Linked DNA regions of Mus musculus: region 1 is linked to region 2. A link is a contact called in public HiChIP or PLAC-seq data. All regions are on one chromosome and are shown on one strand. The core of a region is the stretch at or near the end of the contact, and the rest is flanking DNA. Distances in the headings are between cores, read along the strand shown.

What was found. HiChIP or PLAC-seq counts read pairs in DNA pulled down with a chosen protein or histone mark.
Region 1: a contact with region 2 is called in a FOXA1 HiChIP or PLAC-seq map of pancreatic cancer cells. The contact joins the promoter of Dhx16 here to the promoter of Mucl3 in region 2. A contact is called at or near these places in 9 of 39 promoter capture datasets (the 3T3-L1 cell line, 3T3-L1-derived adipocytes, cranial neural crest and 6 more), 15 of 484 Hi-C or Micro-C datasets (CD8 T cells, the HL-1 cell line, the MNK3 cell line and 8 more), 8 of 115 datasets of contacts at active chromatin or transcription factors (T-cell acute lymphoblastic leukemia, bone marrow-derived dendritic cells, embryonic stem cells and 2 more) and 2 of 9 other capture datasets (adipose tissue and liver).

The regions. Positions count from the first base shown.
Region 1 is chr17:35,877,198-35,883,621 of GRCm38.p6, reverse strand. It overlaps Dhx16 (DEAH (Asp-Glu-Ala-His) box polypeptide 16), which reads right to left and starts at 3,844. Exons shown (of 20, transcript NM_026987.2): 1 at 3,504-3,844; 2 at 2,100-2,344; 3 at 1,827-1,992; 4 at 1,544-1,600; 5 at 926-1,180; 6 at 574-777; 7 at 298-489. The coding sequence starts at 3,710.
Region 2 is chr17:35,640,241-35,646,843 of GRCm38.p6, reverse strand. Mucl3 (mucin like 3) reads left to right here and starts at 3,149. Exons shown (of 3, transcript NM_001033366.3): 1 at 3,149-3,257. The coding sequence starts at 3,176.

The sequences.
Region 1 (6,424 bases), core at 2,595-5,094, 240 kb before region 2:
AGAAGCAATGGGAGACAAGAGGTCAAACAGTAGGAAAACAAGGCTTTCACTCTTACTTCTCTGGCCCCTGCAGAGGGAAAGCGGGGCCGAGGTCATGCAGGATGAAAGCCCAAGAGGGTCAAATCTATAATATCCATCTCCCTGCTCCCAGGCATGGATGTGACGGCAGGGAGAACAAAATGACAGAGAGAGTGTCCTCATCAGTCTCAAAAGCCTCATGACTTAGCGGAAAGGATGGGACACAAAGGGCGTCTGTCAGGACTGACTCAAGGGCTGGGCCACACTGTAATGACTGACCTCCTCAAAGAGGTACTGTGGGATCTGTGTGGTCTTCCCAGAGCCAGTCTCGCCTTCGATGATGAGGACCTGATGGTTGGCAATGGCGGCCAGAAGCTCCTCTCGGAAGGGGAACACGGGCAGGCTGCGGCGCACAGCCTGGATAGATTCCTTCTGCTGGGCCTGGGCTGACAGGGGCGGGCCTGACGGCTCCTGAGGATGGGGACAGGGACGGTGAGGTCCCCACCACCTTTAGAGGCCCTCGAGTCAGCATCCCAGACTCTTTCTCCTTCTCACCTCGTCACCCTGGAGTTGAGCAGCACGGACAAACTCGATGGTCTCGTCCTCCTCCAGCACCAGCTGGTACTTGGCCTCCTGCGCAGCAGCATCTCGGGCTCCAAACTTCAGGGATGCAGCACCCAGCTGGGCCTCCTCCCAGCGCCGCTGCTCCTCTCCCGGCGCACCCGATTCCTCCTCAACGATGTCCACAGTTCGAGCTGGCTGTGGAGAGAGACGGGAGCAGGGAAAACTTAAGAGTGGCCAGGGCTGCCCGGGTCCTCCCCACCACTGCTTTTACCAGCTATGAACAGGAGAGGGGAAAGACTAGCCATCGTGCCGCCTCTCCCACGAGCAGGCAGGGTTCCCTCACCTGCCCTCGGGTCTCCTTGGGCATGTGGTAGCGATTAGTGGCCTCCAGCTTCTCCTGCTCTCCGGCTGCCCGGTACTCCCGAGCCAGGTCCCGCACACGTCGCTTGTACTTGAGCTCCCTGCGCTCATGGCGACTCAGCTCCACGTCCCCAAACAGGACCTCCTCATCAGCCAGTTCCGCCTCCAGGTCCTCCAGTTTTTCTCGCTCCCGCTTCGCCAGGTATTCCCGACGAGACTTCTTACGGAGCTCAGGGACCTGGGTCAGGAAGGGACAGTCAAGTCCTCATCCTACCAGCACTGAAACCCTGCTCCCTGCACACTCAGAGTGTGCAAAACTCCAAAGAGGAGGATGTGGGGCCTTTTGGTGCTAGCTATTTTGTGTCTCATCAAGTCTCAGAGACACAATGACTTGATCTTACCAAGGCGAGAGGATTTGTAACTTTCTCCTTCTACAACCCAAGTCCACTCTTTTCCGGTTCCTGTCAGGCAGGCCCCTCTCCTCTAGAGCCTGACCACCCAGACACATCTCTGCACACTCCCTCTGTGACCCTTCCTGCTACGGCCGACCACTCCAGCCATCTTTGTCTTCAGACACTGCTTTTTGAACCCAGGGTCTCACCATGGCTTTCCGATCTTCCTCAGCCATCTTGAGGCGCTTCTGAGCCTCTTCATAGGCCTAGAAGAAATCATGTAAAGGGATGTGAGGCCAAAGGTACCATTGCTGTCAGGATGACTAATGTCCTTCGCTGCCCCTCCTCGGTGGAGAACCTCTGTCGATCTCAACCAGACAGGGAGAACCATAGCCAGTGAGCCCACGGGGAACCCTAGTGACAACTCTTGTCTTCCCAGAGACAACTCTGCAGCCAAATCCAGACTTGCCTGACTGACTCTCTTCAGCTCACCTTCTTATCTGACCGTTCCAGGACATTCCGGGTCCGGTCCTTGTCCCGTTGCCGAACCCGCTCTGCAAAGGCATCCCGTTCTTCCAAGTCCTGGAGACGCTCACGCTCCGTCCTTTCCCATTCATCCTCTGAGGCTGGCTTCTCCTCCGTGGGTGATTTACTCCCCCTGAACCCAGCAAACCCAGCCCAGTGTATCAAACGGGGGTACTGAGAAAGCTTAGCATCCCCACAGCCGACAGCCTGCTCCAATCCCTCTCCTTCCTTCTGACTTACCCTGCCTTCCTCTTCCCTGACTCGGAAACCTCTTCCTCCTCGTCCTCCTCGTCCTCCTGGTGTTTCTTCCTGAGGTGTTTCCGTCTCTTCCGCTTCTTCTGGAGGCTGCTCCCGTTACTACCCACTGCCTCCTCGCCGCTCTCGCTGTCTTCCAACAACTTATAAGAACGGTTTTTCTCTAGCAGGGCTCGGGCCTCTCGCTCAGCTGCCCGAGCTGGCTTTTCCACCACAGCCTTCCGTGGCACCTGCCGGTAGATATGACAGCTCCTGACCTCAGTACCCTCATTTGCCTACGAACCGGTTACTATATCTAAAGCCTGTCTCCATCTTTCTCTTCTTCGTGGTCTTGTTCTACGGTCATAGCTCAACAGGGCTCCGCAGCTTCTGAACGTCCTTCTAGGAATCCACTGAGCAAATGATTACTGAAAGCCATCCCGTGGTGGAGGCAAAGAACCAGCTCTCACAGGTTGTACGCTCACAGCCTCACACGGGCATATGCACGAACTAAAACTTCTTCCTAACTTTAATGACTTACTTTTATTTTTATGTGCACTGGTGTTCTGCCTGCAACGTGAGCTGTGTGTGAGGGTGCTGAATCTCATAGAACTGGAGTTACAGTTGTGAGTTGCCACGTGGGTTCTAGAAATTGAACCTGGTTCCTCTAGAGGAACAGCAAGTGGTCTTAATCCCTGAGCCATCTCTTCTTGCCCCACGATAGAATTTTTTTTTTAAAGTATTGGTTCTGAGCTTAAGTAGTTTATGTTCTAAAACCCATTTTCTTTTCATGATTTATTTTTCATTTATTTATGTGTATGGGGTACCTGGCAAAGGCCAGAAGCCCTCCGATCTCCTTGGAGCTGGAATTACAGATGGTTGTGTGCCACTAGGCCTGGTTGCTGAGAACTGAACTCAAGTCTTCCAGATGCACAAGGGGTCTTAACTGCTAAGCCATCCCTCCCCAGCCTCGATCCTATTTCCTAAATGCTAATTCTCCTAGCTCTGTTCTCAGTGACTCTTTCCCAGGGCTGGGGATTGAATCCAAGGCTTACTGTATGCTAGACAAACATTCTACCAACTGAGCTACATCCTTAGGCCTGGGGTATGTGCTGTAACTAACAATGGCTCTAGCTTAAACATGTATGTAGAGCCCCATCTCGAGTCTTCTCCACAGACCTGTATACACCCAACACCTAGCATGATATCTAGATAACAGAGGAAAAAAATTAAATGGTGGGCGGAACCAAGAATGAAAGGTCTCTCTGTCACCCCACTACCAGGGAGGCTCGCTGCAAGTTCTAAGCCAGCCTGTGTACTATATTGAAAGTTGCAGGCTATCACAGAATAGACAGCCACACTGCGTACGAGCCAATTCGGCTGTGAGTGGCCTGCCCCGGCGGCACACACCTTGCTCCAGAGCTTCAGGGCGAAGTCCCGCGCCGGCCCCCCGAGGTCCAGGGTGTCGGTGTCCCGCAGGCGCTGCACGAACTCCTCGGCGGAGGCGCAGCGCTGTGCGGTGCCGATCAGGAACTGCGCGACGTGCCGCTCGCTCAGCCCCAGCACCGAGTGCAGCTCCTCCTGCACCCACCGCTCCAGCCCCGCCGGCGTCGCCATGGCGACGCGTCCTGCTCCGGGCGCGCAACCGCGGAACGGCCAGGACTGCGGCGGGGACAGAGCCTGCGGTACTACCGCCTCGCTCCGGCTGCCGTAGAGACTCCAATTCCACAGACCGCGAAACCCGGAAAGAGTCGCGCTCTTCCGGCCAGGGATCGACGGTGGCTGGGCGGGTTCAAATCGCGCAGCCTCTTTCCCGACGCTAAGTGCAAGAGGCTTTCATGCACAGCCTCGTCCAAGCTCTCCGTCGCCCCCTAATGATCTGTGCGCGGGTGCAGTTCTCTATCAATACAAGCTGTCAGTGATGACTAACTAGTTCCCACAGCTGGGATAAATAAAAGACGTACAAATCAGGGTTAGGAAAACAAGATATATAACAAAGGGCTGGAGAGACGGCTCAGCGAAGTCGAGTTCGATTCGGTGCACCCACATCCCTCACCAACAACCACGTATATCTCCAGATCCAGGAGGATCTACCACCTCTGGTCTCTTCTGACACCTGCACTTGTGTGCACGTGCTCATACACAAACACACATACACCTAATTTTTTTAAAAATAAATTTTTTTTTTTTGGTTTTTCGAGACAGGGTTTCTCTGTCTTGGAACTCACTTTGTAGACCAGGCTGGCCTCGAACTCGGAAATCTGCCTGCCTCTGCCTCCCGAGTGCTGGGATTAAAGGCGTGCACCACCACGCCCGGCCTAACTTAAAATATTAAAAATTAAAACAACAAAAACTAAAGGTACATAATAAATACATTTAGGTGGGAGTTTGGGTATCATAAGATTTTAATATTTATTTATTTAATGTGCATGTGGGTTTGCCTGCATGAATTTATCTGCACAGTATGTGTGTGTGTGTGTGTGGTGTGTGTGTGTGTGTGTGTGTGTGTGCCCTTTTAGGTCAGAGATATTGTGTCTCTCTGAACTTGGAGTTACTGGTGGTTGGGACCTGCCTGATATAGGTGCTGGGAACCAAACACCAGTCTTCTGAGAGCAGCAAGTGCTCTTAACCACTGAATCATCTCTCCAGCCCCTCTATTGGGTGTGTGTGTGTGTGTGTGTGTGTGTGTGTGTGTGTGTGTGTAGGCATTTTACTTGCAAGTATGTATACCACTCAGAATCTGGAGGAGGGCATTGGATCTCCTGAAAATGTAGTTAGGGGTGTTTTTGAGACATCACGTGAGTGCTGGGAGTTAAACCTAAGTGTTCTTAATTGAGAAGCCAGCTCTCCAGTTCACCATTTAAAAAACAAAAACAAAAAACAAAAAAACACGGGACTCATGTACAATTAGCTGGCCTTGTATGTACTACATAGCTAAAGATAACTTTGAACTCTTATTTATTTATTTATTTACTTACGCACTTAATTACTTACATCCTCAAAGCTGCCCCCTCCTGGTCCCCCCTGAAAGAGTTTCTCCCCCTATTCCCCTTCTCCTCTGAGAGGGCACCTCCCCACCCCAGTATCCTCCCTACCCCCCACCCCCCACCCCCGCAACCTTGAACTCTTTTTGTTTGTTTGTTTTTTGTTTTGTTTTTTTGAGACAGGGTCTCTCTGTATAGCCCTGGCTGTCCTGGAACTCACTCTGTAGACCAGGCTGGCCTCGAATTCAGAAATCCTTCTGCCTCTGCCTCCCAAGCGCTGGGATTAAAGGTGAGCGACACCACCGCCCAGCAACCTTAGACTCTTGATCCTGTTGTTCCTACTTCCCAAGTGTGGGGATTATAGACATGTACTATCACACTTGACTGAAATGTGTAATTTATGTACAATCAAAAATAATGAGAGGCAAACTGGAGAGATGGCTCAACCAACTATTCTTCCGAAGGTCCTGAGTTCAAATCCCAGCAATCACATGGTGACTCACAGCCATCAGTAAGGAGATCTGATGCCCTCTTTTGGAGTGTCTGAAGAGAGCTACAGTGTGCTTACATAAAATAAATAAATCTTAAAAAAAAAAAGCCGGGCAGTGGTGGCACATGCCTTTAACCAACACTTGGGAGGCAGAGGCAGGCAGATTTCTGAGTTCGAGGCCAGCCTGGTCTACAGAGTGAGTTCCAGGACAGCCAGGGCTATACAGAGAGACCCTGTCTCAAAAAACCAAAATAATAATAACAATAATAATAATAATAATAGGCAATTTAAGTAGATTTTATTTCCTACTGATGGGGAGCGAGTAGAATGGATAAAGTCAAAACAAAACACTCCACATTTTAAAAAGCAATCCAGGTATGTGTTGCTAACAGCTTGGCACATACCTACTGCTAATGGTTTGTTGTGAGCTAACCCCTCCCCAACACAGATGAGATGACACTGCAGGAGAAGATTCCAACAAACACTAACTCAGTTCTCTGAGCTTCAGAAAGTGGACAGGCATGGATGTCTCAGATCTCAGAAATGTGACTGACCACCTGACCAGCGACAGAACTTGAGTTCTGGAATAATGGATGGTTTTTGTTTCCTTTTCTCTGCTTCCTATAAAGCCTGTGGCAGGAGAGAAGATGGAAAGCAGTTATTTTAGGATCCACTGCCTGGTCAGATGCAAGCTCTGTGAATAAAGTATAACTTGGATATTCTCGTCTCTGCTGTTGGTATTTCTATTGGATGACATACGGCATAAGTTATATCTGCTCAGGTTCAGGCACCTAAGTGGACAGGACAGTACATGCTTGAAGTCATTCCTGTTTGGGTAATTGAGGCCAAACAATCCC
Region 2 (6,603 bases), core at 1,900-4,399:
CCAGGTATTGTAGGCTTCATGGCTAAGCAGACACTGATCAAAGTCTGGTTTCTGCCCCTCACCAGGTGTAGCTTGGGCAAGCCCCTGGTGCCAGGCTCTCCTGCCCTCATCTGGAAAGAACAAGCTGGGATTGTTGACCTTATCTGTTCTCACAGGTGAGATGTCTTAATACACACATAGGTTCAGCCACCAGGAGTCAGGAGGACCCTGTGACTGGCAACCTCTGCGTCCAGCACAGAGAAAGCCACCTCTTGTGACCGTAAGTCTTCATCTTGGGCCAGGCATGGTGGTTGGTACATGCCCATTATTCCAGCACATGGGAGGGGCACAAGGAAAGGTCACAGTTCAAGGTCATCCTCAGCTACATAGCAAAATCAAGTTCAGTTTGGAGTACAGGACACCTTGTTTCAAAACACACACACACACAGAGCAAGAGAGAGAGAGAGACAGAGAGAGAGACAGAGATGGACAGATACACAGATGATAAAATCTAGCCAAGTAAAACACAACAAAACATTAAAAAAATAAATAAATAAAGGACAGGGCTGGAGAGGTTCAGAATGCTAGCCTCTCTTCAAGAGGACCTGGGTTTAGTTCCCAGCACCCACATGATGACTCACAAATATCTGTAACTCCAGTTTCAGGCTCAAACTCTCTATTCTGGCCTTTGTTGGGACTGCACAAAGGTAGTACACAGACACACATGCAGTCAAAGAAACCATACACATAGAAAACAAACACAAACAAACCAACAAAAACCTCAGAACAGAGAGGCTACCAGCCTCCACCTGCCCCAGGTTCCTCCTGTCTAGACACTGGCGTCTTCTGTGAGTGTCCTGAAAAGCTGGAAGCTTATTCCAAGAAAACCTTACCCTCGCTCGGCACTACTGACATATCAGGCTGATGGTTCTTCAACTCAGAAGGTGTTCCAAGCTCTACAGAGAGCCAGTGTGTCTCCAGGCTCTTCCTGTGGCACACATTGCCTCTGGGGCAGGACTAGCTCCTGGATTTGCCATATCTCCCTGCAGGGAGGCAAAATTGCCCCTCTCTGCAGAGAACCAGTGCCTTTGAGACTAGGGACCCTAGAGGAAAGGTGACAAGTAGAAAAGAAAGTAGCAGAAAAGTAAGTTGTCGGGCTGGAAAGATGGCTCAGAGGTTAAGGCTGCTCTTCCAGAGATCCTGGGTTCAATTCCCAGCAACCACAAGGAGGCTCACAACCATCTGTAATGGGATCTGATGACCTCTTCTGGTGTGTCTGAAGAGAGTGACAGTGTACTCACATACATTAAGTAAGTAAGTAAGTAAATAAATAAATAAATAAATAAATAAATTTAAAAGGGTGTCAGTTACTCCCAAGCCCAGATAGAGCCTGCCTCAGTTTCTTCATCCTGCAGGCTGCCCTGTCTATTCTACAGGCTGCCAGTTCTGAGCCATCAGTCTTCCACCCAACTATGGAGGCTCATTAATCTCCCATTAACTGAGCTAATAGGCAGTTGGTCTCCTTTCCCCTTCTTTCCTGATCCAGCCCTGCCTAAGGGTGTAGGCACTTGTCACAACAGACTGGGAGTCCTGTGTGTCCCTGTTGCCATAGATCCTGCATTCCCCGAGGATCTCCTCACTCTCTCTGCTACCCATTTCCCTCAGGAAACAGCAGCCCTACTTCCAGCCCACCCAGGTGACTCACCTGTATGTTGGGCACTGACCTAGATACTGGGGCTATGGATGTGAGGGGGACAAAAAATATTGTATAAGGGTCTGCATTCTATAGGAGGCCAGATTCTATAGGAGACCCACATCCTATAGGGGTCCACATTCTATAGGAAGCCTGTATTCTATAGGGGGTGTTCACAGTGTAGGAGGCCTTCCAGGGAACCAGTTTTAGGGAGGGGAGGGGGCTTCTCTCTCTCTCCAAGATCTCCAGTGGGACTGGTGTCCAAGTGGATGAACTCTCAAGTGTGGGTTCAAAGCAGATATGGAGGTAATTCCCCCTGAGTCCCACAGCTGAGACCTTTCAATGAAAATGGGAAGGCAGAGCTTCTAGACATAGGAGGTCCACATTCTATAGGGCTCCACATTCTATGGGAGCTCTACATTCTATAGGAGGCTAGATTCTATAGGAGTTTGCATTCTATAGGGGTCCATACTCTATAAGAGGTCTACATTCTATAGAAACTTCACATTCTATAGGAGCTCCACATTCTATAGGAGGCTCACATTCTATAGGAACTCCATATTCTACAGGAGCTCCATATTCTATGGGGGTCTACATTCTATAAGAGCTCCACATTCTATAGGGGTCCATAGTCTATAGAAGGTCTATATTCTGTAGGGGTCCACATTTTAAAGGATTCCACATTCTATAAGAGGATCCACATTCTATAGGAGGTGCACATCCTATAGGAGTCCACATTCTATAGAAGTGAGTCCACATCCTATAGGTATCCACATTCTGTAGGAGTCTGCATTCTGAGCAGGGGTAAATGCAGCTTTGAGACGGAGGCAGCTGCTATACTGGGATGGTACAGGAAAGGAGAGAAGGGACAAATGTCCAATAGGCTGGACATGTGGTGTAAGTCCCAGGGTTCCCTGCCTGTCTTGTCCCTGTCACTGCCTCAGCTTCCCCCCACAGCCTGTCCTACCATCTTACACATCTGAAAGCACTTGGCGGGCCACGTGAGGGCTGCCTCAGTCCCTGCCCTTTCACCTGTTCCTAGGGACAGCTCCACCCAGGGCAGAAAGCGTGACCATGTGTGAGTAAGGGGCGTGGAGCTGGCTGACGCCAGAGACACAGGAGGGTGAGTGTGCACCTCCTCCCAGAGCCCGGACCGGTCCAGCGCTCTGTCCAATCCTTCAAGAGCATGGACAGTGGCTCAGAACCTGCAGGCTACCCAGTACTAGCCCTTTCTTCTGTAGGGGCTGGATCAGGAGGCTGGCCAGGTACTCCACCCAGATCCTTCTCGTGTCCCCAGATCCCACCCCTTTGGTGGAACCCAGGTACCTAGCTCCATGACATAGCTGCGGTCTCCCATTATCAGGGCGCCCCTGTGGGGTGGGGCAGGTCCATTTGCTTAAGGCTTAGTTCAGAGTAGCCCCAGCCCCTGTGACGTCAAATCTGACCCCTTATAAGATGAAGGGTCCCTGGTCCATAGTCCCTGAGCAGCCTCCCAGCTCTGACATGGCTCAGCCGACCAGTGGCCTCTATTCTACTTTTGGCTTCTTCATCTGCCTCCTCTTCTTTCCGGCTTCTTGGGAGGCAGGTAGGTAAAGGGGTCACCGTTATTGAGGGGGAGGGCTTGCAATCTCAGTATTGATTGGTCTGGATGACCACTCACAGAAATGAATGAGGCAAGAGGTATGGGTAGCCATGAAGAGTTGCCCTGTGTATGCAGGTCATACAGGAGAGGAATCTCCATCCTGCTGTTTCTTTTGAGACGTGGTCTGAGGGGCTATACCTGCCCAGAGCTTCAAGCTTGCATATAGTGTGTGGGCTTAGCTCTAGGGAGCAGGAGAAGGAGCTAGCACACACTGGGCATTTACTACGTCAGGAGCTCATTGATTCTCATGGTTCTTAGCTCCCATCATCTCCTTAATATCCCACTGAAGGTCAAGGGTATCTATCTTCCAGTGGAAGAGGTATATTTGGAGAGGTAAAGAGAGCATACCTGAAGTCACACAGCTGAAAGGGGCAAGTTCTGTGGGACAAGGGCACGGGAGGGCTTCAGAAGGCTCTTTGCAGACCTGTCTCCTCCATTTGACTCACTCGCCAATGTTAAGGCAGGAAGGATGCTGCCCGTCAGTGCCAGTAACTAGGGTACAACCCGCTCAGCATCAAACATGGTTCTGGGGGTTTTACCCTTGTGGCAGCTCAACAAGGTGCTGTCCCCATCTGATAGGTTTGATAAGAAAAGTTTGCTGGGCAGTGGTGGCACACACCTTTAATCCCAGCCCTTGGGAGGCAGAGGCAGGTAGATTTCTAAGTTTGAGGCCAGCCTGGTCTACAGAGTGAGTTCCAGGACAGCCAGGGCTACACAAAGAAACCCTGTCTCAAGAAACAACAACAACAAAAAGAAAAAAATAGAAAGAAAGGAAGGAAGAAAGAAAAGAAAAAGAAGGAAGGAAGGAAGGAAAGGAAGGAAGGAAGGAAGGAAGGAAGGAAGGAAGGAAGGAAGGAAGGAAGGAAAGTTTAATATGGCAGATGATGCTAGGGTAGAAGGTGGCATTGCTAAGTTGGTTCACTTCATTAACAGACAGTGCTGAGACAGTGCCAGGGAGCAGAGATGGCAAATGTAGGGGAACTGTGAGGGGGCTGAGGCCTCTACAGGAGGGTCTCCATTGTATAGACAGAAAAGCAGAGTTCCCACATCTCTAAGATGTTAGAGATGGGGCAGGAGGGGAGGGGGTTAATTCTGGAAGCTCTTGGGGCATAACAAGCAGCATATTCTTCCAAGAAGGCTCAGCTAGGGGTAAAACTAGGTGGAGGCTCCTACCCCGAGCTCAGGATCTCGCTGGGGTCCCATGGAATGGCAGGGGCAGGGGTTGAGACTCTTTTGTTGTTGTTGTTTTGTTTTTCGAGACAGGGTTTCTCTGTGTAGCCCTGGCTGTCCTGGAACTCACTTTGTAGACCAGGCTGGCCTCGAACTCAGAAATCCTCCTGCCTCTGCCTCCCAAGTGCTGGGATTAAAGGCGTGCGCCACCACGCCCAGCTGAGACTCTTTCAGTGCCTCTGACAGCCTTTATTTTACAGAGGACTCTGTTGGTATCCCGACCTGAAATCCATGCTCCTCCTACCCAGGGAGCTGAAGCTCCCTGAAGTCTCAGCTTCCCTGTCTCTGAACTTACCTGCTCCTCTTTCCCCGCGTCAGCGGAGGTCTACCTGGTGCCAAGCTGCTGCACAAGCAGAACAGATCTGTAGGGTCGCAGAGGAGAAAGCTCGTGCATTAGAACACAGGAGAAAGCTCGCTATAGTCACCTGGAGATTTTCATCAGGACAGAAGGCAGGATTCGGCAGGAGTAAGGGGCGTGGTCAGGGAGGGCTCTTGGAGCATGGCAGCGGGGAGGGGGGTGGGGGTGGGAGTAGGAGAGGGGCAGAATGCAGGGAGAAGATTCGGGGTTCACAGGTACATCTGAGCGAGTTGGTAACATGTAATGAGGACAAAGTATGGGCTGTGAGCCAGGGCTGGGCATATGTCTGGGTTTAGCAGAGAAAGAAGTCAAGGGAGGGAGAGAAGAGGTCACCCAGGGTGGGTGAAGCCCCTGGAACACTGTTCTGGTGTGGCTCAGCGTCTGTCCATGATACCTGTTTGCCCCCAGAGGCAGGTTGGTGCAGAGGTCCAGAGCCTGCACACAGCATTAAATCCTGCACACAGCATTAAATCGTGCACACAGATTAAATCGTGCACACAGATTAAATCATATACACAGATTAAATCGTGTACCTTGCGACATCACTCGTTAACACAGGAGATGTCACTCCTGGGTCTTTCAACCTTTGGGAGTCACAAGTAAATTTGTTGTTTTTTCTCTTTTCCTTTTTTCCTTAATGTACATAGTGGAAGGCAGTGTGCATTCTAAAGTCTTTTTTCTTCTCTCTCTCTCTCTCTCTCTCTCTCTTTCTCTCTCTCTCTCTCTTTTAAAAGACTGATTTATTTATTGTATGTATGTGAGTTCACTGTCCTGTCGCTGTCTTCAGTCACACCAGAAGAGGGAGTCAGGTCTCATTAAGGATGGTTGTGAGCCACCATGTGGTTGCTGGGAATTGAATTCAGGACCTCTGGAAGAGCAGTCAGTGCTCTTAACTACTGAGCTATGTCTCTAGACCGTCCTCATAGCTTTAGACAGCCCTACTTCTGTGGTTTTTCTCTTCCCTTTTGGGATTTCTATGTCAAACTGGGTCACAAGAGCTGCTTGAGGGCCCTTCCCCCTCCTCAAGAGACCAGGCTGGCCTTGAATCTTGATTTGACTTGATATGCTCTGACACCCCCTCTCCCTTGCTGGGTGTCCCTGAGATTACTTAACCACTCTGAACCTTGTTTCCTTGGGTCTAAAAGTTGGGAGAACAGAAAATAATTCTCACCCTCAAGAGGTTCTTGAGACAAATAGATGAGGCTTTCAGGAAATACTCAGCGAGAGTTACCAGTGCTATTGCTAAGGGCTGGCCACTTTTTCTGCAAGGTTCTAGTTTCATCGATGGAAAAATGCAGGAGACTCACAGCTTCTAAGAGCCTGGTGAGGTGTGGAAGCCCAATCATGAAAGAATGTCTCTAGGAAGAAATCACACGCCTTTAATCCCAGCACTCGGGAGGCAGAAGCAGGTAGATTTCTGAGTTCGAGGCCAGCCTGGTCTACAAAGTGAGTTCCAGGACAGCCAGGGCTATACAGAGAAATCCTGTCTCGAAAAAGAAAGAAAGAAAGAAAGAAAGAAAGAAAGAAAGAAAGAAAGAAAGAAAGAATTCAAGTGCTTGACTTACTGCATTAGCTTTCTGTAACTGTAACCAAGTACCTGTGATTATCGAATTCTGAAGATGAAAGTTTTGTTTGAGGTCATAGTTTTTGATGAGTGTATCCATGACTGTTAGCCCTGGTGCAGCCCATTCAGATAGGAAT